Regions from separate parts of the Sus scrofa genome. Here region 1 is linked to region 2. The links are chromatin contacts, called in public Hi-C maps. All regions are on one chromosome and are shown on one strand. The core of a region is the stretch at or near the end of the contact, and the rest is flanking DNA. Distances in the headings are between cores, read along the strand shown.

The links. A called contact is a pair of places that touch in the nucleus more often than the background predicts.
Region 1: a Hi-C map of adipose tissue shows a contact between it and region 2, with 11 times the contacts expected there. The contact joins two enhancer-like sites. A contact is called at or near these places in 23 of 47 Hi-C or Micro-C datasets (adipose tissue, alveolar macrophages, blood and 13 more) and 2 of 2 datasets of contacts at active chromatin or transcription factors (alveolar macrophages and skeletal muscle).

The regions. Positions count from the first base shown.
Region 1 is chrX:106,612,971-106,619,504 of Sscrofa11.1, reverse strand. It overlaps BCORL1 (BCL-6 corepressor-like protein 1), which reads right to left. Exons shown (of 14, transcript XM_021080547.1): 14 at 6,375-6,534. ELF4 (ETS-related transcription factor Elf-4) reads left to right here. Exons shown (of 9, transcript XM_003135369.4): 9 at 1-1,758. Among named protein-coding and RNA genes, the nearest start is that of ELF4, 45 kb to the left of the region's middle. Within about 2 kb of position 3,259, at least 34 of the 83 cell types and tissues checked have an H3K27ac peak or open chromatin away from gene starts, as enhancers often do. A contact at or near this core is called in adipose tissue, alveolar macrophages, fetal liver and 4 more, where this site is marked.
Region 2 is chrX:106,498,792-106,505,155 of Sscrofa11.1, reverse strand. It overlaps UTP14A (U3 small nucleolar RNA-associated protein 14 homolog A), which reads right to left. Exons shown (of 15, transcript XM_003135366.4): 15 at 4,767-5,201. The coding sequence ends at 4,929. Among named protein-coding and RNA genes, the nearest start is that of UTP14A, 23 kb to the right of the region's middle. Within about 2 kb of position 2,320, at least 61 of the 83 cell types and tissues checked have an H3K27ac peak or open chromatin away from gene starts, as enhancers often do. A contact at or near this core is called in adipose tissue, alveolar macrophages, fetal liver and 4 more, where this site is marked.

The DNA of each region.
Region 1 (6,534 bases), core at 2,010-4,509, 110 kb before region 2:
GATTTTCTACCTAGACTCCTGTCAGTCCCTCAGAGACTGACCCGCTATTGAAAATGAATTTTGAAAGTCCTACACACACACACCTTTCCAAACGAAAAGGCCGTCATGACGTGCCTATTTCTCTTAATGGTGCCACCAGTTTCCTGACCCTCTAAGCTCAACATTTGAGGGCCATCTGATGGCTGCGTTCACTTGACCCTGTCCCCTCCCCATCTCCTGAAGTCCAGCGGGGTTTGCCGTGTCTCTCAAGCTTTTCCTCTACATTCCCAGAGCCTCCAGCCTGGCTCCAACTTACCCAGAGCTTATCTCCCTCCCTGGACACGGCAGCCCCCCGGGTGGGACCCGTTCTCACCCCCTCCAATCTGCTAGGGCCAGGATTCTGTTCTTCCTCTGCCAAAAAGCTTCCAGGGGCTCGTCACTGCCTTACATGTAGGCGTGATGCTCAAAAAACTTAACCTCCGATCTGTTTTTAGCAGCTGGGCATTAACCCTTTCTCTTCTGAGTCATGAAGCAGTCCAGGGGTTCCGGAGGAGGGGTGGGGGAGCCCTTGAGGGCTCAGGGCAGTTGTTCCAGAGTATTTTGCGCTTAGCCTCAGCTCTGTCTTCAGACGAGGTCCCAAGTCTTGGACCTCCCGGCCAGGCCCTCTACTAGCAAGTCCTAACTGACTTCCACAGGGGTCTTACATTGTGCTTCCACCCCGCGTACTGCTCCAGTCAAACGGACGGACGCACTGGCCTTTGCACGTGCCTCTGCTGGAGTTTCCACTTCTGTGCTTTTGCTTTACTTGGTTCTGCTCAGCCAGAGTGTTCTTCCCACCCTGCTGTACCAGTTAAATTGTATGCATCCTTCAGGGTTCAGTTGATGGAAGCTGCCTCCCCAGACCAGCCTATCCTCAAGCGAGTTCATTTTAAATGGGTTGCAATTGCCGCTCTTTTGGCAACTGATGGAGAGCAGCCTGTGACATCTCCTCTATGATAATCACAAACTGTCACATCGATCTTCAACAACCTGGACCTATTTAGTCTCCCCAATTAGTGTGATGCCTTCTGAGGGGCGGGGGACTATGTCACCCACAGAGCAGGGCACACTACGAAGTATCTAGTGAGCATCAGTGAACAGTCGCTGATTGAGCTGGTGAGAGATGGGGACCAAAGTTTGAGGTAGGTGACCTCCGACCTCCCCTCTGCACAGGCACTCACCGCAGGTGCTCCACTGCCCAGGGTCTGCCCTCCCTGGCCCAGTGCCCTCTGGAACCCCCACCCCACCCCACCCCCAGCCTTAGCACTCAAGAGTCGTTACTACTTTGAACATCCCCTGTCCCTAAAGAAACTTCCCTGTCCAGTTTCTTTCCTCCTCAAAGTGTTAAATTAGCTAATCTGATTAACCTGTGCTGATATAGTTATGGGAGAGGGCTAGAGGAGAGCCTCAGGAGACAGGTTCATTTCAACCAGGGTCATGTGGCAACGACATCCCTGCCTTTGCAATGGTTTAGTTTAATGGAGTCAAGAGACTTGCTCCTCACTCCCAGCAGCCAGTGCATTACTCGCTCCTCTGGGCTCCCACAGCACTTTGTATATACCTCTTATTGTAGCACTTAGCACACAGTAGCTCCTTAGCTATGTGTTTATGTATGTTTTCCCTCCAATAGACTGTGAGCTCCTCAAGGACAGGGACTGTGTGTTAGTCACTGATGTATCCCCAGCGCCTAGCACAGTGCCTGGCACACAGTAGGTGCTCAATAAATGTTTATGGAAAGAATGAATGAGTCCTGTTTCTAATCGTGAGGATTTCAGCCCTATACTAAGGCAGACAAGAGGGGAGGGAGAAGGACAGCCCGTTCTTGGGGGCCACCACCGCTGCTGACCCCTCTTACAGCGCTATGGGCAGCTGCCTCCTTTCCCCATGTCTGTGGCCACCCCAGGACACCAGGGTACACAAGGAACGCAAGGCTGCTTCCTGCAGTGACTTGCTGTCACCAGGTGCCTCGAGGGACTCTGAACTCCTGCCTTTTGCTGATGACCCCTTCCTGGGACATCACTATGGCCTCATCTTTGGGTGGAACCGAGTGGTAGAAATGTCAGGTCCGGTGGAAGGGGCGGGGCAAGAAATATTATTAGTCTTTCAGACCCGACCATGTTTTGTTTTGTTTTGTTTGCTATTTCTTGGGCTGCTCCTATGGAGGTTCCCAGGCTAGGGGTTGAATCGGAGCTATAGCCACCGGCCTACGCCAGAGCCACAGCAACACGGGATCCGAGCCGCGTCTGCAACCTACACCACAGCTCCCGGCAACGCCAGATCGTTAACCCACTGAGCAAGGGCAGGGACCGAACCCGCAACCTCCTGGTTCCTAGTCGGATTCGTTAACCACTGCGCCACAACGGGAACTCCCCGATCATGTATTTTTAAAGAGGCAAGTGTCTCCGGCTCAAAGGCCGCTGGATCTGAGGTGAGTGAGCTCTTTGCCCTCTGGGCCGCTCCCAGGCTTGGGAGGCCAAGGCGGTGGGTCGCAGCAACAGCCGCCGCCTTGGCACGCCAGGCTGGGGGCCCGTGTCCAGCAGGTGGCGCTGTGGAGCCAGCGAAGGCGGGCGGGCGGGCGGCCGGGCGGCCTGGCGGAGCCGGGGAAGGGAGAGGTGGCCAGGGCGGGGCCTGCCGCTCCAGAGAGAGACAGCCGAAGCCGACATCTTCCCGTCCCTCTGTCCTGACCGTGAGCCCTCAACCAAGGCCTTTCTTCGCTCGAGATCTTGGAACTTTCCCCAGGGCCCCCGCCCCCTCCACTTTCCGGGGGGGGGGATTTAGCAGTCCTTTGAATGCCCTCTCCCCATTGGCCGGCCGCGCCCTGGCCCCGCCCCCTTCACCGCCCCCCCCCGTCCCCCCGCCTCCCGGACTAGCAGGTGAGCACGCGGCTGGCCTAGCCTTCAGCGCCGGCAGCCGCTCTTGTCCTGGCTGTGCGAGTGAGCCCCGGCCACCGCCCCGTGCCGCCGGGCGCCTGGCCTGGCCCACCTCCCCACTGCGGCCTGCTTGTAGCTATACTTTCACGCGGCGCCGCTTTCAACCGTGAAATCAGCGATCCGGGCGCCGGCGACAGCCGTTTGCCCGCGGATGGCTGCGGCCGCCCGCGGCACGAGCCCGGGCTCCTGGGGGGCCGGCATGCGGACGGGGTGACATCCGAGCCCAGCTGCACAACGCTGCGTCTGGCCAGCGCCCCTTGCCGGCCGTGGAAAGCTGTAGTCTAGAGGAACACGTGGAGTCCGGCCCGCCCCGCTGCGGGGTCCAGAAGGCCCGAGCACTTGGCGCCTCCTCCTGGCAGCTAAGCAGGCAGTCCTCGGGGCCGACTCCATCCCCCCCCACCCCAAACACACACGCACACACGTCTCAGCAGGGGCGGGACCCTCATAGGTTAGAATACGGAACCGACAGGAGTTTACCGCCCAATTCACCACCCCGACCTAAACGGCGATGCAGGGAGAGCGGAGGAATGGCCCTTTCTCAGGGAGAGTGAGACTTGAGCAGGGCCTCCCTTTCAACCCTGCGCCCCAAAGAGGAACATTCTGGTAAGGCCATCATTAACTCGGCTCGTGACTTCAGCATGTAGGAGGAACTAACTCCGGCTAAACAGCCGTGTTTACTCAATGTGATTCTCCTGTGTCGTCCGTAAATTGAGCCCCATTTAGGTCCAAAAGATTAGGTTCTCGCTCACCTGAGGTCAGCCTGGGTGTTAAGCGGTGGGCAGGCCCTTTCCCCCAGGCTGTACTGAAAGGATCAGCTCATTTAGTAAGAGGCCAGCATCCTCACCCCAGTGTGGACCAGGGATGCTGATTTACCTCCTGCTTTATGGGATTCACAGTCCAAACCTCCTACTTTGATCTTTCCACTCTGGGAGAAGGGTAGTGAAAGGACTCCAGAGGTGAGGGGAAAGGAATCTGAAAGCGAGAGACAAGAAACTGCTGTCTGGTTCCACTTTTGTTTTTGGTCTTTTTGTCTTTTTAGGGCCGCACCCTCAGCATATGGAGGTTCCCAGGCTAGGGGTCCAATCGGAGCTGTAGCCGCCGGCCTGCACCACAGCCACAGCAACTCGAGATCCCCAACCCACTGAGCGAGGCCACGGATGGAACCTCCTGTCCTCATGGATGCTAGTCGGGTTCGTTAACCGCTGAGCGAGCCACAGCGGGAACTCCTGGTTCCACTTTTAACTCACTTTCTCCAGAGAAATAAAGGGGTGTGTGTACCCTCACACCCAAACCCAAGCCCCCAAGGCTGTCCATGGGTTCCCAAAGGACCATTTCCTGGTCCTTTGGGGTCATTCTGATTTTGCCCACAGCATCTCCCTCCTGCCCTAAATGGAAATCTTTATAGTACCCCCACCACTCACTCATCATCCTTCCTTCTGAATCTCAAGCAATCGCCCTTTCCCCTCCCTCTGCCTGTCCTACCTCCAACACATTTTTACCAATGTAGTAAAGTCAAAAAAGCCTTGGAGTTCCCGTCATGGCTCAGCGGTTAACGAACCCAACTAGCATTCATGAGGACAGGAGGTTCCATTCTGGCCTCACTCAGTGGGTTAAGGGTCCAGCGTTGCTGTGGCTGTGGTGTAGGCCGGCAGCTACAGCTCCAATTAGACCCCTAGCCTGGGAACCTCCATATGCCGCGAGAGTGACCCTAAGGAGACCAAAAAAAAAAAAAAAGCCTCTGTCACTACCCAGTTTCAAGAGTTCCCATAGTTCCCCATCGTTCAAGGCAAAGGTCAAAGCCATGCTCCTTGGCACAGCCGGTAGGGCTCCTACACCCTCCTTCCCCATTTGTCCCTTCAAGCTGCCATGACACTGAAGTGGGTTGCAGTTTCTTGTACACACGACCCTCCTCTTTATCTCCCAGCCCGTGCTCAGATGTCCGCTTAGTTCGAAGATTCTTCCCTGCCCCTCCCAATTCCCATTTTCCTACTTGTCAACTAGGCATCACTTCCAACCACCCTGGGGCCCTTGCGCATTCCTCTGAGCTCCCACAGTATCCTGGGCCCAGCCGGATCCTCGCACTCACCACATGGCCTCAGGTGTGTTCGGGGACCCAAGGCCTCGGGATCAGAAAGTGGAGAAGCGAAGGCCAACAGGGAGATTTAATGCTGCTCCTCCATCTGAGCAGAAAGACCAGGGTCGAAGCCCGCTCCTGGGGTTTGAGCAAAGAGAGCAGCGCGCAGTTCACTCCGAGGGCTGGCTGGCCTCCCATTGGCCAGACACGCCTCCCACCCCCGACCCCGGGCCTGTAAGCTGACAGTGCTCTCCGGAGGCCCAGCCCAGCCGCAGTGAGAGGCCCTATGAACGGAGCTTAAAAGGGCCTCCTCCCAGGCCTGCAAACCTCTCCTTCCCCTCAAAACAGTAACAGGCTTGTTCAGGTGCCAGTACTCAGAAGGAATTATAGCTTCTAGCCCTGTCTTTTGGAAGTAAGGAGAAAAGTTGTGAAATCCAGGATGGGCGTCTTGCCTCCACAGGAGCTGGGTCTTACTTAGGAAAGCAGAACCACAGGTGAGCAGCAGGGGACACTGGTTAGACAGCGAGAGCAATGACAAGACCATGAAGTCAGCTGCTGACACAGGTGGCCCAGGGCAAGAAAGAGCACCAGCAGGCAGGTGATTCCTTTGAATTAAAAAGGAACATTCAGGAGTTCCCTAGTGGGCTAGGGGGATTAAGGATCCTGTGCTGTCCCTGTGGAGGCTCGGGTTCTGGTTAGGATTCGGCACTTTCACCGCTGCAGCCCAGGTCCAGTGCCAGTCCTAGGTCTGGGAGCCAAGATCGCATGTCAAGCTGCTGCAGGCCGCAGCCTGAATACGATGGATCATCCGTCGCAGCAGCCGCCTCAGAGGGCCCCTCCCTGCGATCCTGCTGCTCCTGGGGCCAAAGAGGAATCTGTGTGCGTGTTCAGTGGCAAGCACTCATTTCTCCTCACTAGCCCGGACCCAGGACTTGCCCCTGCCTTTCCTTTTCCTTCTAGATGTTACCCCAGTGACCTAGATGTTCACTGGCCCCTTGACCTTGTCCACATTGGCTATGCCCAGAAGGCCCCCAAACTGCAAAGCAGGATTGGGGCTTTCGGCACTGATTTCGTGGGGATGCCGTCTTCTTGAACCACGGAAAAGCCCGTGCATGTGGGGAGGACAGAAAAGAGACCGGAGACAGAGGCCCTGACACAGGTTTTTCAGTATGCAAGTGTTTTAGACGACTCCACAGCCAGTTGCTCAAAACGAAACAAAGGGCAGCCAAAATACACACCCAAATGCAAAAAGTAAAGGCAAACATAAAAGAAACCACACAATACCATGAACCCCAACAAAATCAAAAAATTAAAACCCAAAAAAACCCCTCAACTTTATATATATATATATATTTTTTTTTTTTTAAAAAGGGAGAACAACTGTTCAAAACCAACTGGGCAGTATGGTGGGGGTGGGGAGCAGTCCTACAGAAGGGGGCCTAGAACCTCCCCCTGGGAACAAAGAACAAACACAATACAAAGAAAATAACCACCAATGCTCCTGCAGGGTCA
Region 2 (6,364 bases), core at 1,071-3,570:
GCTTGGATCACTGACCATGTCCATTTAGAGCAGGCTGGCTTGGGCAAAGACAGTGTGAGGCCGAGGAAGGACAGAGAGGACCTGTCCCGCTGGGGCTGGGGGTGTGAGGTGGGCGGGGAGAGGGACTGATTCTAAAGGGACCAGGTTAAAAGGAGCCGCTGCAAAGTACAAGGTGAATCTTGCATCCATAAATGGGAGGAAGGAGTGCGTCCATCGCCCCTCCTCCCCTGGGATTGACTGCTGTTGACTGGGTCCAGTTTGTTTGCACCCTCCTTACTCTGACACAGTGGGGTTCAGCTTGACCTTGGGGTAAATGGATGAAGAGCTACAAGTTTGATCCTTATATGGGACACTTTGCCTCACAGGGAGAAAAAAAACAACTGGCTACTTCCTTCCTCCCAACTGCAGTTGCAAACTGATGGGAGTTAAAGTGGGGAGTCCATGGCTCCCTGCAAACCCATTCCCAGTAGTGGAGTCAGGTCGCCCAGTGCATTCTGATGATGAATGCAGTCGGATCTGGCCTTAGGAAGTCGGCCTGCAACTGCGAATGAGCTAAGGCAGCTCCTTATTATCTTCCTAACTCAGGACATCCAGCTCTGGAACTGGGAGTTCTGGGGACCAGAAGGAGGTAGGCATCTGCCTCCTGCATAATTAGCTACATCAGACTCAAAAACATTGATGGCCCATCCCTTTGGGCATCACGCTGTGCCTGGCACGAGCTAGTAATCCCCACCCGGTCTTGGCCCTCCCGAGTTTACAACCTTAAGTCACACAATAATGACACAGATCCCAAAGGCGGGCAGTTAACAAACACATGCACTTGTCTACCGATCACAAGGGATCCATTGAGGGAGCCACAGAGACAAACAGGGCCCCCTTCAAAGAGCTTCCAGTCTGGTGGGTAAAAAGGGAAGACTGAGTGAGGGCTTGGGAGAAGAGGTGCAGGCAAGGAAACGCGGTCAACCTGGGCATCGCCAAACAGACTCTTTTTAAAAAAGTGCCCATTGGCATGTCTGTTGCTGGGTTTCCTGTCCACTTGAGCTGTGCCTCCGACCCCGGATTGAGGGTTTAATTTCAATCCTCGACGCGCGTGGGGTGGATACAAAGAGCCAGAGGCAACATCGCTGTGCGCCGTGGGAAGCCCGCTTCTAGGAGGCGGGGGCCAAGGCGAGCGGCGTGGGCTCGCGCTTTCTCCTTGGGTGGCCGGGGCGTGTCCCCGGCCCTTGCCTCTCCGGGCCTCACGGTCCGCAGTCCCTCAGGGTATTTTCCGGACAGTCCCCCACCCCGGACCCGTTAGCTGCGAATCCCAACTGTGCGCTGCGCGTTGGTGGTACAGGTTTGGGGCTGGCGCCCAAAGGAGGCTCCGGGTAAAGTCATCTCGGGCAGTCGGGTCGCAGCTAGTCCCCAGGGCGCGCCAGCCAGGCCCGGGTTGCTGGAGGCGCCGCGGCCCGCTGGTCCCCCAAACACTTCCGACGGGCGCCTGCGTCCCGGGCGGCCGCCGAGGGCCGGGCTGGGTGTATGCGTGGGGGGCGGCCCGGCCCGCGTTAGCGCTCCCGGGCCGAACGCCGGCCCGCGAGGTGCCCGTGGCCGCGGGGCGCCGAGGCTCCCCCGAGGGCGGGCTGCGCGCCGCGTGGGGCCGGGCCGCCGCAGGGCCTGGGCGGGCGAGCGGGCGAGGCGGGGCGGGGGGAGTGCGTGTGTGTGCGGGGGTAGCGTGCGGGAGCGCGAGCCGCCGGCCCGGGAAGGGTGGGTCGGGGAGCAGCGGCGGCGGCGGCGGCGGCGGCAGCGGCGGGAGGAGCGAGCCGGGAACCAGGGAGGTCGGTCGGGCTGGCGGGCCGGGAGCCGCGGGGCGCGGGGGGTGGGGGGCGGAGCGCCGAGGGCGGAGATGGGGCCGCGGGAGGGAGGGGGCCGGCGGGGCGCGGCCAGGGGCGGGGCGCCGGGACCTGGGGAAGATAAGAGCGTGCTCGCGGGGAGCGAGGGCGGGAGTGAGGGAGGGGCGGGGGACTTAGAGACCAAAGACGAGACAAAAGGACGGGGTGGGTGGGAGGGGCGTAGACTAGCGGGGGTAGGGGAGGGGCGCCGGGGGACGCCTCGGAGGGAGGGGTAAGTGTGTACGAGGTGGGGGGGCTGGTGTGGGAGGGGCTTCGAGAGGGACGTGAAGGGACAACATAAGAAGGGAGCGCGGGGGTACGGAGAAAGGGGGGTGGGTCGGGGTGGAGCACTCCCGGCCACGAAGGGGAGGGGAAGCCGCGAAGGGGAGGCCGCTGGGAGGAAGGGCCACACACAGGGAGGGGGATCCTGGGGATGGACAGTCCGCGAGGAAGGGGGGCCCGGGCTTCCGCGGGCTTGGGAGGGGAAGGGTGAGCAGACACGGGGAAAGGGAGTGCTGCAAGAACCCGAGGGTGGAGGCGGATGGGCGCGTGTGGAGCGCTGAGGGCAGGGATTTAACGCTGCCGATCGGGATGACCGAAAGACCACGGTGGGGGCCGCACAGACGGGACGGGGCTACCAAGGCAAGACGAAAACGGCCCAGGGAAAAGTGGGACCTACGAGGGCTGCAGAAGGGTGGCGGGGGCGGCCTCAGGCTCGGCAGGAAGGCGCCACCACCGCCCTCTGCCCGTCCCCAGCGTGCCCCGCCCCGTCCGGGGGCCCTAAGGGCAGCGGCCTGGGCCGAGGGGGAGCCGAGCCAGGGCGGTACCATTCGGAACAGAGAGGGGGGCTTGGGGGGGGAGGGAGGAGCCAGGGGTCAGAACCCTGTTGGGGCGGGGGGCCACACCCTGGGAAAAAGGCTTGGGCACATCCAGAATGGACCAATCAGCGAGCAAGGCCAGGGTGGCGTCAAGGGGCAGCTCCGGCCAATGGGAAGGGAGAACACTTCGGAGGTTCGGAGGAAGAAAAGAAAAAAAAAAAGCCCCACGAAACAACAATCGAATCCGTTTGGGGGCTTGGAAGGCTGGGAGTGGGCGTCGTTTATAGCACGTTCCAGCGCCTGCCCTCCCCTTTGAAGGATGGGGTCGCTTGCATCACTCCTGGGCCGCCGGGAGCACACGGAGCTGAGGAGGGTCCCGGGAAAGTAGACGGGGATTGGCCCCTTTACTGGGGGCACTTGATTGGGTACTTCGATTTGGGGGGTGGGGGTGGGACAGAGGTGGCAGCTTTGTGCTCGAAAGAGTGAACGAGGCAGGAGTGAGCAGAGGTGCCCCATTCCCCCTCACGGGCTACTGACTTAAAGTGTCAACCAGCAAGCGGATCGCAGATTATCTCAAACCAATGGATAACTTAAAAATATTCCTTGGGCTCGAAACACTATCAATATATTCAGTTCCCTTCTCAGCACTAGGATGGTTCTAGAGAGGATGAGCAATGGTAGTCGGGGCGCATAACTGCCACTGGGAATTTCTACAGACATTTATGGCACGGCTTTTGGCTTCGGAGTTCGTCTAGGGTCCCAGTGCTTACTCAGTCACTAATTTAATGTGCATTGCTCCACTCTGAAATCTTAAACCTGTAAACCAAAGGCATTGGGACTAGTTACTCTTGAGGTCTAAACACTTGGGAAGTGACTTGGAGAGTGGCGGCCCCAGAAAAAAAGGGCCATACAGGTGGGGGGAGTTGCAAAAGCAAATTCGAGTGGCACAGGTAGCTTTTGGCCCGGGGATGCCACATGTCTGTAAACCTCCTGAAACTGTGTAAAGTGGTATAGGTGTGTGTGCATTTTCCTGGGCAGGGTTCATAACTGCATCAAAGTCTCAGAGGGGTCTGTGACACACAAAAATTAACCCCTATCTTGATCTAAAAAGGCTGGGGGCACATCTCCAAGGCAGGAGGGGAAGCGCAGTAGGGGTTGTGTCTTTTCAAAATCAGTGGAGGAGTTTCTCTAGTTCCTTGTTAGGAATCTTGGCTTCAGGGGCCCTTTCTATAGTGTCACACAAAGAAAGGTTCCTCAGAGCTGAGAAGCCCACTGTGAACTGCCATATAGCAAAATAATGCCTGAATAAACTATAAACAATGGTGAGAAGCTGGCCTTGCATTAGGAAGAGAATAGAGCTTTACTTCGGAACGCTTTATCTACCTCATCTGTAAAGTAAGGGTAAAACCTCAGTCTTTTTTTTTTTTTCAGGGCCACACTTGTGGCATATGGAAGTTCCCAGGCTAGGGGTCTAATCAGAGCTGCAGCCAAAGGCTTACACCACAGCAACGCCAGACCCAAGCCATGTCTGCAGCCTGCACCGAAGCTCATGGCAACGCTAGATCCTTAACCCACTGACTGAAGCCAGGATCGAACCCGCATCCTCATGGATAGTAGTCGAGTTTGTTACTGCTGAGCCATGACAAGGCTCAATCTTAAGAATGAGTAAAGTGCAAACTACTCTGGAGAGCAACCTGTATAAGCCAGGGGAGGCTCTCACATTTTTGAAAAGAAAATCATAGTGGCTAGATTTAAAGCTGAACCCAGCTTTAGCACCATCCTAGGACCAGCCAGAGCTGGTTCGAGCATACTGCTGCTAGGTTCAGAGGTTAAGAATATACAATATTTAATTATTACCCCGACTCTTTCACCTGGTTGTTTATGGTTGTATCTGATGTGATGGATTTAAGATCATAGGCGAGAGCAACTTTCCTCCACTCCAATTTAGGACTACGTAGTCCTTGGTAAGAAAATAAGGATCCCCGACAAGTGTGACCGGAGAAATGCGGCAGGGAACATCCAAAGGTATCTATCTTGTCTGATTTGAAGGAAATGGGAAACGACACAGAATACACTCCAATTAAATAGATTAAAAATGCCTTTATTTCTAAAATGTGGCTTTACACTCATGGTGTGCTAAGCCAGTTTTGGAACTGATCCTGCAGCTCGGAGTAAAACCGGGCCAGTGGAGGAGCAGTCGGGGCTCCTGGTTCCGGGCACCGAGGTGTGATTATTCAAGCAATCAATGTACAGAGTTTTGCTTCAGCTGTTTTTTGTGACGGATGGAAAGTCGTTTTGGATTCCTCTGTACGACAGAGAGGTCCGACCTTGAGGAAGACCGGTAGCCCACATCCTCTGCTTTTATAGGCTTAATGATATGGCCTGGCTTGGTGACAACCTTGGGCATAGTCAGCTTCTGGAAGGCCCTCTGGGTGTTCCATGTAGATCCTATAGGGGTCTGGATGGTCCTTTCAAATTGCTGATGGTGTGTGAATGGATATGGAAGCACCCGTACCTGGAAAGGAAGGCAGAGGGACTTGGCATGAGCCAGGCCTGTAAACTTTTTTTTTTTGCCTTTTCTAGGGCTGCTTCCCGTGGCATATGGAGGTTCCCAGGCTAGGGGTCGAATCGGAGCTACAGCTGCCGGCCTACGCCAGAGCCACAGCAACTCAGGATCTGAGCTGCGTCTGCGACCTACACCACAGCTCACGGCAACGCCGGATCCCTGGTTCCTCATGGTTCCTAGTCAGATTCGTTAACCACTGCACCAAGACGGGAACTCCCAGGCCTGTAAACTCTTAATGGCATCTGGTCAGGAAGTTTTATTTTTAGTACCCAGGCCACGGCGTTGCATGATGGCTGCAGTGAGGGAAGTTACCGAGGAGCCCAGGTAGCCCCACTCATGCCCCCATCCTACCTTAGGACTGCCTATCTGCTTGATGACATTCTGGAGTAGAGGAGCCTAATTGGGACTGGGACCTCCCTTCCCCCAGGCTTACCCAACAATCTAGGGATTGAAAAGCCACCTCAAGACGGCCCCTGCAGCTGTAGGAACACTACAGCAGCCGTGGGGTTGCTGGCTCCCGGTGGGTCTTCCTATACAACATCGTGGCTGCAAGACACACCCGAGCACTGGTGTATCCCTGCGGAGTTTATGACTCGGCTACCCTCTTCACACTCTTAATCCTCCCCTTGGTTCACAGGATTGATGGGTCTTTCAGTGTCTATTTTTTAATTAATTGATTTTTTTGCCACACCCACAGCACATGGAGGTTCCCAGGCCTGGAACTGAACCTGTGCCGCAGCAGTGACGATGCTGGATCCTTAACCCGCTAAGCCACTGGGGAACTCCAGGACTGATGTTTCTTTTTTTTTTTTTTTGTCTTTTTTGTTGCTATTGCTTGGGCCGCTCCCGCGGCATATGGAGGCTCCCAGGCTAGGGGTCGAATCGGAGCTGTAGCCACCGGCCTACGCCAGAGCCACAGCAACGTGGGATCTGAGCCGTGTCTGCAACCTACACCACAGCTCACGGCAACGCCGGATCATTAACCCACTGAGCAAGGGCAGGGACCGAACCCGCAACCTCATGGTTCCTAGTCGGATTCGTTAACCACTGCGCCACGACGGGAACTCCAGGACTGATGTTTTAAGGAAGCTAAAGATTTACTCCTGAATCCT